Regions from separate parts of the Mus musculus genome. Here all the other regions are linked to region 1. Evidence: chromatin contacts called from public HiChIP or PLAC-seq and promoter capture Hi-C data. All regions are on one chromosome and are shown on one strand. The core of a region is the stretch at or near the end of the contact, and the rest is flanking DNA. Distances in the headings are between cores, read along the strand shown.

Region 1 (3,873 bases), core at 372-2,871:
TGAGCAGATCTAGCTTGAGTTCGAGGCCAGCCTGGTCTACAGAGTGAGTTCCAGCACAGCCAGGGCTACACAGAGAAACACTTTCTTGAAAACAGCAAACAAAAAGACAAGAAAACCCCCACAAAATCCAACAGGTGGAACAAGATAGAAAATACTGAATATGACAAATTTCATCAGTAAGCTCACACTTAAGGCTTAAAAAGGTTCAGTTTAGTACCAAATTTTTAAAGCCAAATATGATTTCAAGAAACAGACCTAAAACATAATTACACAGGAAAGTCCAAGGTGAAAGCTTAGGGAGAGAGCAGGTGATACAAAGTAGCTTTAGTGGCGGGGTTACTTCTAACCTAACTACACAATGGCTCCTTAGGAATGGAGCTCAGGCCACACAACACTGTATTATGTGGTTTTGTTTGTTTGTCTTTTTGACACAAGGTCTGGGAAAATTCAGGCTGACTTTTGCCTTACTTATGTAGCTGAGACTAACCTTAAAACTCCCAATCATTCAGTCTCCACACTGTCCCTCCTCCCCAGCCTGTACTGGGATATGCAACACAACAGACTCTAAGGTCGGTTTTAAACAAAGCTTTGCAAATGGGAGACACCCAGAAGTGTTCACACCACTTCCTGCTTTGTGGGCCCTATTGCCCCTCAAAAACCTCCCAGTCTCCCAAAGGAGACCTCTCTTCTACCTTATTTTCTCTTTGGTTGGGAGCTTTGGATCAGCCTGCTCAGTTGCAAAGGGACTCTTTCGTCACCCACAAGACAACTGAACATCAGGACCCCTCGACGACAGGAACACACTTCCTTGCCATTCCAAGTTAAGCCAGGTGTACTGGAGTGTCTGATCAACGAGGTGTTTCTGGATAGAAACAATCCAAAGCATTCCAGCAAACGACAGACCCTTAAAGATTGCCAGAAACCTATCAGCATAAATTGGTCTGTTTCTTTTTTTGTTTTGTTTTGCGAGACAGGGTTTCTCTGTATAGCCCTGGCTGTCCTGGAATTCACTCTGTAGACCAGGCTGGCCTCGAACTCAGAAATCCGCCTGCCTCTGCCTCCCAAGTGCTGGGATTAAAGGCTTGCGCCACCACCGCCCGGCTGTTGGTCTGTCTCTTGACTCTCAAATAAAATACAATAGCTCGTTAGTGCAGTAAAAGCTCATCTTCGCTCAAACTAATAGTTTTGAAGTCATTTCTTAGCGCAATAAAGAAGCACTCTTTCACCGTGGGCTACCGGTATCACTTCCACCTGGCCCACTTCGGCCCAGGTTGGAAAGCTTCCGTGAGGCTCCTCTAATGTCGTCGTCACTTGTCTTAGTTCGGAGGAGGGATTGTCTCTAGGCCCGACACCCCCATAGCGTCTAAGTGGTTCTAGGACACGCACGGGGCCCTACACCGCCGTCACTCACCATTGCAGATGAAAAGTGTGGCCACAGTGGATGGCAGCCACGTCACGGGAGTGATCGAAGAAGTCGGAGCAGATAGTGCACAGAGCGCGGATAGGCATGATGGCTCGACTCAAGCAGCCCAGGGAACCAGCTGCCAGCGACAGACACAGTTTGGTGGCCGAACCGGCCACCGCTCCGGTTCCTTCAAATTTCGCTCCACCGCACGACTTCCGGTAGTGAACCGGAAGGAATAACAAACCCACGCCTGAGTGCTTCCCTCTGATTGGACAAACTTCGGGGCGGGGCGCTGGAGGGCTGTGATAAGCAGCCCGCCAGCCGTGCGGAATCCTGGGATTTAGCTCCTTCGGGTCTCCTGGGAGTGGGTCCCTGTTTCTACCGCAAAACCCTGCGATCCCCTGTGGCGTAAAACAGTGAAACTACAGTCTGACCCCTATCCCTGCTAAGCCGGGTATTGTCTCAAGCTAGAGCCGGTGCGAAGTGAACCAGACCCCTTCTTGCTGCACTTCAGGGCAGTCAAATAGACTGGAATGCCAAGAAAAGGGGATGATGGTACCATGGCTATGGAAAGTAATAGGCCATACGCTGGCAGCCCACAGTTCCCAAACAGAAAGAGGGCTCCCCACTTTCTAAACCTTCTACTATGGATCATCTTGGAAAGGTGGACACATTAAGTCCTAGCCCTTCGAACCACTACACTAGTCCTGGCTTTATTCAAATATGACCTAATAACCTTTGAGATTAGGTAGACACTGGAGCTAGTAATTTAGCCCTTTCCTCCCAGAATGCCTCATACCTGAGACTGTAGGATGGTGATTTTGGAGGTACAGATGCTTCAAAGACCAGGAAATAACAAACCCTCTTTATTATTCCCACATCAGATAATTTAAGGTCCTCCCTGAGAAAGGCCATCTTGAGTTGAAGCGAGGCTCCTTAGCGATTTTTACGGTATCGTTAGCAGTATTACTCCCTCAGAAGAAGCATACATAACTTTATAAAGTAGGTCTGCTCCAGCCGGGGAAGACAGAATGAAATCTTTTTGGTCTAAGTGGAAAGCACAGGTATTCACAGGAAGTAGGCATCAAGAAGCACAGAACTGTTGTGCAATCCCACCCTCTCCCCACTGTGCCCACGCGCAAGGTCACTTCCTATAGTGGTTGGCCCTGAGTAGATTCCACCTCTAAGTCCAAGTTAAGACAAAGGCTCTTTGTCAACAAGAATCGGAAAAGCGTCAGCCCTTCGGCGCTCAGCTCGGGATAGTTTTTAGCTGAAACACACCACTCTCGTGGGATTTTTAGCGTCCAGAGGAGTCCCATCAACATCATCCAGGTAGACACTGGAGAAGGTGACCTCCACTCTCACTCCAAGCAACACACTAAGCATCAACCGCTACCCAAAAACTGATCGTCCCACAGCCTCGTCCCTCCCGCACTGCCTTCCATAGGCTCCTCCCCAAGAGGACAGAGGAAGCAAAGGCAAGAGGGTGGCCAGAGGCTTTGCAGGGTGACGTTTATTTGCCAGGTTCAGTAGGCACACAGTTAGCCCACCAACCTTCACATACCAGAGCAGACCCACAGGCATGCAGGGAGAAGGGCAGGACCACCATGGAGTGCCGAGCAAGGGCAAGGACCAGCGTGGCTGCCTGTTCAGGCTGTGGTAGGGTCTGACCAAGGGCACCTGCTGAGAGCATCCCTCAGGGAGCTGGGGAACTGTAGTCTACTTCCTCATCCCAGCCAGAGCTACTTCACATGGCTGAGCAATACCTCAGCCTCTGATGGTAGACAAAGAGGAAAAGCCTCCCCATATCGCTGCACTAAGAGCAGAAAATCTGCTGCTGTGAAAAGCATGCTCCCAACGCAGCCTATGAGGTGCTGCCACGCCTCCCTGGGAGGAATAGGATTTACTGCCTGAGCCTGCATGAGGTGGCTATGGCAAAGGTCTCTTTCTTGGTAATGGCATCTAGGAAGACGATGGGGGGATGGGGGGACACCAGCCCTCCCTATCCAGCTCACAGGAAGGAGCCAGATAGGCTGGGGCACTGTACTCTGTTCTCCTAGGCGTCGCTGCTGTGTCCGACATGTTTCTCTCTTCCTTTAGAGTCTCCTAAGAATCGGGATACAGAGCAACCCGCTACAGGACTCAGGAGGCTATGAAATAACACAAGGATCTTCAAGAGGGAAGATCGCCACCCCCACCCAGGGAAAAAAGATGGAAGCTTCTACCCATTCTCTCTCCCACTTCTGAGGATCCCCACAGCTAACATGCAATGCCTGCTCCCTACCACGTGACCAGACTTGACTTAAAGCACACTGCCCTAGGTTTTCTGCATCCTCTCTTGCACACTCCTAGAGCAGCCCAAACACCACAGGTACACACCTTCCCGTGCAGGAGCCTAACACTGCTGACAGGGCCTCGCTGGAGGACCAGCTCTCAGGGCAAGGCCACCCATTTAGGGCCTGGGAAAG
Region 2 (3,873 bases), core at 370-2,869, 500 kb before region 1:
GCTTCAGAATTCAGAGGGAGCAGAAAGAGATAGCCTTGACTTAGACTGGGAGACATTAAAAAGCAGATGCTTGTAAGTGGTAAACAGTAGGAAAGCAAGCAGAGGGGGCTTAGAACAGGGACAGTGGGGAACATGAGGACACGAGAACATGGGGTACATACCAGAGCCCCAAGTGAGGAGCAGCCTGAGGATGGGAGACTTGGCACTGAGTGGTAGAGAAGGGCCCTTTAGAGTCTGTGCAGTTTGAGGCCAGTCTTTGCGCCATCATTTCTAGACATGCCCTTCACTTCAAACTGACAACCACTGAGAGAGCTATAGGCTCTATTTAGTCATAAAGAAGGGTTCATCCACATTTTGGACAGTCAGAATTTTGGGCATGCAAAGGCATTAGTACTGTATGATCCCTGGGGATGTGAAGGTGGGTTTCTTAGGTCCCCTTGTTCTTGGGAGCAGTAACAATATAAGACCCATGTTTCTAGTCACCTCCCAGAATCCCCAGGTTGCAGTTACCCACGGTGGTAACTGATGGTACCTCCTTTATTGGCTGCTTTCCTTGGTCTTCTTGCTACTTCTCTGCGGGTGCTTCCTGGCTTCACCTCCTACACTAACCACACACACTTGTGTCACTGCCTCAAGATCTGCGTTGGGAAAATTAAGCTAAACACTGTACACAAAAGGGTCGGAATCAATGAGCAGACACAGACAAGTGCAGGAGCTGTTCACACAAGCTTTCCAACTGGAAGCTTCGGCTGATCAGAATGCTCACAAGATAGGCTGAGCCAAAGTGTGAATCAGAGGTAGGTGGATGCAGCTGGTCTTTGCTACTTTGTGGGTTTTTTTCCCACCCTTCATCCCCCAGTTTCAACCCCTATCACTAGATAGGAGAGAAAGAAGGATAGAGGGGAGAGATAAATAGAGGTCCTTGAATCTAATTTCTTTTGACAACTAACAAACTGCAACTAGTCCCCTCCCCACTGATGGCCAACAACCACCCATCCACCCCCCAGGGCTCTCAAACTTATATCCTCTGAGAAGTACCCAGAATTCCAAACATAACACAATCACAGAAACTATGTGCAGCTGGCAAAACCCTGCTTTTGCTAGAACACAGGCAAATCGTAGTCAGCTGCTGGGAAGCAGCCCCGTATCTCCACACCTGGCATTAAAACAAAAACATATTCCTATACGATTTCTCTGATGTTAAAAGAAATCAAAATTTCAGAATTCTCACTCCAGGGGAGTCTTTGTCACACCAGTTTGCTATCACATGACCACGGAGTTGGCTAGAGATGAGCTCTGTACCCTGAAGATGAACAGTCACCCAACCTCTGAGTAGTAGCCCCAGAGTAGCATTAGGCAGAGAGACTCCTGGCATCTGGCTGATTGTGCACATCCACTGCTCGGATCGAAGCAAAAATAACCTACTTTTCTATAAAGAAGGTCTAGATAGGCCCCAAGGCTAGTACAGTCTGCCCCTCCACCCTACAAGCTGCTAGTCTCCATATACACTAAGGGATCTTTTCTGTGTCCTGCTTTGTGTCATGGTTAGGACAGCTCGGCTGGGCTCCCCAACCAGAGGCCCAGGCTACAGCCCTAGTGGCCTCTAGGGGGCGCCGCTGGGAAGCTTGTGGTTTGGCACCTCCAAGCTCAGTTGTGATGGGCGGACTCCGACCCCTAAAGGCCCCAGGTTCCACTGGCTAGCCCCTGGCTGATTGTACCCAGAGTGGATCCGACTCACAACGACACCCGCCTCCGATCCCACCATACCGGTGTTGTGTTGCTCGCCGCTGCCTCATTTCTATCATCGCCCCAGGTAGAGCCCTAAATCCTGGCCGGCCGGATGTCCATATGCCTGTCTGTTCATTTTGGGTGACCGTGGGTCGGTGCGCCCTACTCCTGCCGTGGCATGTGCAGAGTTAAGGCGGGAGGAGGTTTCCCCGAATCTGGGGAGGGGGGAGCGAGGGGCGGACCCGGTCCAGCCCCGCCCCACGCCGGAGCGGTGCGGGAGCCCCACCAGAGCCCAGCTTCAGCCCTAGCCGGAGCCAGCGGAGGCGGAGGCGGAACAGCGGACCCCGTGCCCTGGCGACATTTGAGATCCAGCAGGTGAGTCCCGCGGGAACCTCGCGCAGGGGAAGTTTGGGGCATGAAGGATAGAACCTTAATTAAACCCACTAGCCAGACCCGCCCCCCACTCTCCTTTGAGTTGGAAGTTTGGGGCCAGGAGGCCGTCCCTGTTAAATCCCGGGACTGAGAGTGGAGACCCCCAGCATACACATAGAGACATAGACACAGAGAGATACACACACAGCAAAAGGGGAGGCTAAGGAATGTGCTCTTGGGTGGGGGGTGTCAGGAATCCAGCCGTTTATTCCTACAGGAAAAGCCCTGGACTCAGGGACCTTCTAATCCTGTGCTCAAGAGATTCTCTACACCAGCCTTTTAAAACCTCCTCAGCAGGGAATCTGCTGGCATCGCCACACCCATAAAGGATGGACTTCAAAGGGAGTGTGGAATCCTGGAGTCTAGCCCCTTTGGGTCTCGCATATGAGACTGGCCTTTTGCTGATATAAATGGTTATACCTTGTAGAAGATCCTTCTTGTAAGGACTACAGGATGAGGGACCCTGATGGCTGGACCCAGGTTGTTGAAGGCACACTAGATGCCAGTGTGTAGAGGATGCAGAACTCTCTTGGAGCACTGAGATAAGACTTGTTGGGACAGGAAGCACGCTAGGATGGAGATTTGGGCTCTATCTTCCCTTCCACTCTAAATTGATCAAGTTACTATTTGCTAGTTCTTAAGGTTGGGGAGGGAAGAATCCCTCATGTTCCCACAAGAACCGAGAACGCCTTCTGGGTACCTGGAATCTATTCTTCCCACTATAGAAGGACCTTCACCAGTAGAGTGTTAGTCAAAGGTGTGGGTCTTTCTGCACGAGTGGTTTTGGGCCTGGCCTGCCTTCAGCTACATGTTGTTCATCTGTTTCTTGACAGTGGCCCTGACCCTTTGTTTTCTGCCTCCCCTCCAGGTCAAGGCAAGATCCCTTGGACTGGGCAGACACACCCATCCAGCCCTGACAGAATCAAGATGAGGCCTTATCATGTCCCCCCAGTGAGGCCCACAGCCTGAGCAGATACTATGGCCTACCACGGGCAGTGAGCGAGTACCATGGCTGCAGGAGGTGGTCGGGCCTTTGCTTGGCAGGTGTTCCCCCCAATGCCGACTTGCCGGGTATATGGTACAGTGGCACACCAGGACGGACACCTGCTGGTGTTGGGGGGCTGTGGCCGGGCTGGGTTACCTCTGGATACTGCTGAGACTCTGGACATGGGCTCACACACATGGCTAGCACTAGCACCCCTGCCCACTGCCCGGGCTGGTGCCGCTGCTGTGGTTCTGGGTAAGCAGGTGCTAGTGGTAGGCGGCGTGGACGAAGTCCAAAGCCCAGTAGCTGCTGTGGAGGCCTTCTTGGCTGACGAAGGCCGCTGGGAGCGCCGGGCTACCCTCCCTCAAGCGGCCATGGGTGTTGCGACTGTGGAGAGAGGTGAGTGGCTTAGAACATCCCTCAGTTGCCCCAAGCTTCCTTTTTTTTTCTCTTGCCGGAGAGTCCATTATCACAGAGGCTGGATAAGTGCCGCCTTGGACATGGCTTTGCCTCCTTTCTCTTACCTAGGCTTGCCGCAGTTTACTGTTAATTGCCTTTTCTGGGCTGTGAGGTGGGGGGTCAGAGCCCAGAAGGTCCCCCAGAAAAATGGGAGACCCCAGCCACTACCCTGTCCTGTTCTTTGTAACTAAGAGGCAGTGGGGGGTGTGGCCTAATGACTCTCTCATAGTTATAAATAGTATGGAGGGGGAGGGGAGCAAGGCCTTGGC
Region 3 (3,873 bases), core at 436-2,935, 400 kb before region 1:
AAAGATGTGTGCCACCGCTCCTGGGCTGAGTTTTTCTTTTTAATTATGCTTTGGTTATGTGCCTGAGTTTGAGCATGACTCCCAGTGCCCACGGAGGTCAGGGGAGTTGCTATCCCTGGAGCTGGAGCTTGAGTTACAGATGGCAGGGAGGCACCAAACCCGAGTGCTGGGCCTCAGACTCAGGCACTGCAAGAATAATCTAAGTTCTCAGATGCTGAGCAGTCTCACCAGCCCATGAGCAATCATTTCAAATGGACTCTTTCTACAAGTAAAACTATGTTACTAAGTTATTAATCACATTACCCACCACCATTTTTTTTTTTTTTTTGAGACAAGGCTTTTACTATGTCACTGAGGTTGGCCCTGAAATTTGGCAGCAATACTCCTCCAGGACTAAGACTACAGGCATGAGCATCCAGACCAACCTGAATATTCTTTCTGTGTCATCCCTTTGCAGAATTTCTAAAGTACCTCTCTCTATTTGTCTGGCCTTTCACTGGCTCAATTTAAACACCATAAACTACACCTAGACCACACCCCAAACACATAAGTTCTGTTCTCTTTTTCAGTCCTCATATTGGTCATAATCAATGAGAAACCTACCCTATTATTTGACTCCTACACAGCAGCACCACCCAGGCATTTCTCCCCGACTGGGGAGTACAATCCCTTCTAGTTAACAATCTCTTAAGAGGCCTCATATTTGAATCTGCTCTAGTAAACCTGGAACTTTTTTTTTGGGGGGGGGGTGCTGCTCACTGTATGAGACCAGCCCTGAACCTACAGCAATCCTACAGCCTCTGCTCCTGCAAACCAATAAAGCATATGCCAGCGTGCCTGGCAAAGTCTTGTAACTTTCGATCTTCTATTTTGCTCCAGGAGTCAAGCTCCCCTCCCTTCCCCTCCCCTCCCACTCTTACATCTAACTACTGCTACAATTGTCCCGGACCATCTGACAACTGGCTTCTAGTTTTTGGCTTTGAATCCTGTCCCACGGTTTACAAGTTACAAAGTATCACAGTTTACAAGTTACAAAGTATCCACTTCGGATCCTCTCTCCACGCCAGGAGCGTCCTAAGCCACAAATTGCTACCGAGGTTTTAATTGTTAAGGATCGGAGGTGTGTAAGGGGTGGAAACTTCCCCCACCAAGGTCACCATCAAGCGCCCAAGTCTTCGGTGGTTAAGTGCTTTCCCCCACCTTCCCGCTCCCGCCGACCCCAGCGCGCCCCCTTTTCTATATTCTACACCCCCTGTCCCCGCCGGTCCAAGACTACTGTGAATCCGAATGGACCGGGACAAACCCCACGCCTGTCAGCGCTGTCCCCCAGCTGATCCCGGGGTTTCTTTCATCAGCGGCCGCTGTCAAGCCACTCTTTCAGACTCCAGGCACCGCCCCCGGCCCGCCTCCACCTAAAACTGAGGACAGAGGTCCGGCCTGAGGGCCAGCGAGCCGGCTAGACGCTCTGCGCCGCAGGAGGGCAGGGCGGACGCTCACCACTGCGCCCCACGTTGGAGCGTGGTCCCCATCAAGGCTCCGAGCTCCGTCTTCTGGGTCTCCACATCCGGTCGCTCACGGCTGCCCCGGCCTTCCGCCATCTCGTCCGCCGCCCCGGCCCAGCCGGCCCGGACATCCGCCTAGCGCACGGCGTGCTATGGGCCGCGCCCACGCACGCACGTAACCACGCACGTGCGCGCGCCCGGCACCGCCGTCGACTTTCGCCTCTTCTCCCCGCCCCCACGCGCTGTTAACCCCCCCCCGCCCCCTCCGGAGCCGAAGCGGACAGAAGCAGGCTGGACGCCCAGAGGCGGCGGCCACATCCACCCGTGTCTGAGCGGCTCCTGCGATCTGACTGCTGGCCCGCCCTCGACCCATCAGTCACTCGCTCCATCCTGGCCTGTGAGGTTAGCCTGATGCTAAATCCGTGCAGGAGGAGCCTGCCGCTTGCTTTTCTTGTTTCCACTCGGTTCCATGCGGCTTTCAGCAAGACTGCCTAAATGCGAGATTGAATTTACTGCCTCGGCAGCCCCTGTAGCCAAGTGCACACGGACGCATTGAGATCTGGACTGTCCGGTGTGGTCCAGCCATTAATAGTTGTTTCAAACAAGGGCCGGCGCGATGGCTACGTGGGTGACAACTGGGTTTGATCCCCAGAACCCGTGTAAAAGTGGAAAAAGAAAACTGACTCTTTAAAGTTGTCCTTTGTTCTCGACACAGACACTGTGGCACGCGTTCGCCAAACAGGCACACAATAGTGAAATTTGTTGTTTGTTTGGGACAGGTTTCTTCTAGCTGCTGTCCTGGAGCTGTTTATGTAATCTAGGCTAGTCTCGAATTTAGGCCCATTTGCCCTTTTCTCCAGAGTGCTGGGATTAAAAGCATACATCACCACACCTGCAAAAAACAAAAATAAAGTCATAAATAGACGCAAAAAACAAAGTTGTCTTAAACAACTTTGTATCCTGTCAGCCATCCAGGTCAAGGAGAGAGTAGCAACCACCGAAGCCGACAGAGGTCCAGGCATCTTAATTTTTTCCTGAAACAATGATTCCGTTTTCTTCCGGGCGGTGATGGCACAGGCTTTTAACCCAGCACTCAGGAGGCAGAGGTAGGCAGATCTCTGAATTCGAAGCCAGCCTGGTCTACAGAGAGAATTTTAGGACAACCAAGGCTACAAGAAACCCTGTCTTGAGGAGAAGAAGAAGAAGAAGAAGAAGAAGGAGAAGGAGGAGAAGGAGGAGGAGAAGGAGGAGAAGAAGGAGGAGGAGGAGAAGAAGGAAAAGGAGAAGGAGAAGGAGAAAAGGAGAAGGAGGAGGAGGAGGAGGAGGAGGAGGAGGAGGAGGAGGAGGAGGAGGAGAAGGAGAAGGAGAAGGAGAAGGAGAAGGAGAAGGAGAAGGAGAAGAAGAAGAAGAAGAAGAAGAAGAAGAAGAAGAAGAAGAAGAAGAAGAAAAAGAAAAGATTGCAAGTCTTGAAAATCTTGCTCTGGAACAGGTTTAAAAGCATGGTAGAAAGCCATCTGTGGAGATGCCCGGGCAACTGGTGAGCTTTTGCTTTTCAGGCAAATCCTGTTTTGTTTCGGTTTTTTTTTTTTCGAGACAGGGTTTCTCTGTGTAGCCCTGGCTGTCCTGGAACTCACTCTGTAGACCAGACTGACCTTGAACTCAGAAATCCGCCTGCCTCTGCCTCCTGCTGTGGTTAAAGGTGTGCACCACCACACCTGGCACAAATCCTGTTCTTAACAGTAAGGCAAGTAAAACAGTTTCTTGGCGGATAGGAAAGCATGTCCTTCAAAAAACTAATACAAAACAAACGAACCCCCAATTCCCTCACCTTCCCAGTAGATTAAAAAAAAAAGATACATTTTATTTTATGTGTATGTGTGTGCGCCCTGCATAAATGTATGTGCACCACCTGTATGCAGGCACCCTCAGGCCAGAGAGCATTGTAACCCCGAGAGCAATGGTTCTCAACCTTCCTTATGCTGGGAGTCTTTAATACAGTTCCTCATGTTGTAGTGACCCCCCTACCAAATTATTTTGTTGCTACTTCACAGGTGTAATTTTGCCGGGCAGTGGTGGCACAGGCCTTTGATCCCAGCACTTGGGAGGCAGAGGCAGGTATATTTCTTTTTTTTTTTTTTTTTTTTTTTTTTTTGGTTTTTCGAGACAGAGTTTCTCTGTGTAGCCCTGGCTCTCCTGGAACTCACTTTGTAGACCAGGCTGGCCTCCAACTCAGAAATCTGCCTGCCTCTGCCTCCCGAGTGCTGGGATTAAAGGCATGAGCCACCATGCTGGGCTGGCAGGTGGATTTCTGAGTTGGAGGCCAGCCTGGTCTACAGAGTGAGTAACGGGACAGCTAGGGCTATACAGAGAA

What was found. HiChIP or PLAC-seq counts read pairs in DNA pulled down with a chosen protein or histone mark. Capture Hi-C pulls out chosen DNA fragments and counts their contacts.
Region 2: a contact with region 1 is called in an H3K4me3 HiChIP or PLAC-seq map of bone marrow-derived macrophages, with 5 times the contacts expected there. The contact joins the promoter of Klhdc8b here to the promoter of Traip in region 1. A contact is called at or near these places in 4 of 39 promoter capture datasets (cranial neural crest, liver and pre-B cells), 1 of 115 datasets of contacts at active chromatin or transcription factors (bone marrow-derived macrophages) and 1 of 9 other capture datasets (liver).
Region 3: a promoter capture Hi-C map of adipose tissue shows a contact between it and region 1. The contact joins the promoter of Usp4 here to the promoter of Traip in region 1. A contact is called at or near these places in 2 of 39 promoter capture datasets (hematopoietic stem and progenitor cells and neural stem cells), 1 of 484 Hi-C or Micro-C datasets (B cells), 1 of 115 datasets of contacts at active chromatin or transcription factors (bone marrow-derived macrophages) and 1 of 9 other capture datasets (adipose tissue).

The regions. Positions count from the first base shown.
Region 1 is chr9:107,948,711-107,952,583 of GRCm38.p6, reverse strand. It overlaps Traip (TRAF-interacting protein), which reads right to left and starts at 1,621. Exons shown (of 15, transcript NM_011634.3): 1 at 1,412-1,621. The coding sequence starts at 1,509. It overlaps Camkv (CaM kinase-like vesicle-associated), which reads right to left. Exons shown (of 11, transcript NM_145621.2): 11 at 2,893-3,873.
Region 2 is chr9:108,450,547-108,454,419 of GRCm38.p6, reverse strand. It overlaps Klhdc8b (kelch domain containing 8B), which reads left to right and starts at 1,619. Exons shown (of 6, transcript NM_001359428.1): 1 at 1,619-2,103; 2 at 3,029-3,544. The coding sequence starts at 3,169. It also overlaps a transcript of Ccdc71 not described here.
Region 3 is chr9:108,345,643-108,349,515 of GRCm38.p6, reverse strand. Usp4 (ubiquitin specific peptidase 4 (proto-oncogene)) reads right to left here and starts at 1,685. Exons shown (of 22, transcript NM_011678.2): 1 at 1,498-1,685. The coding sequence starts at 1,598.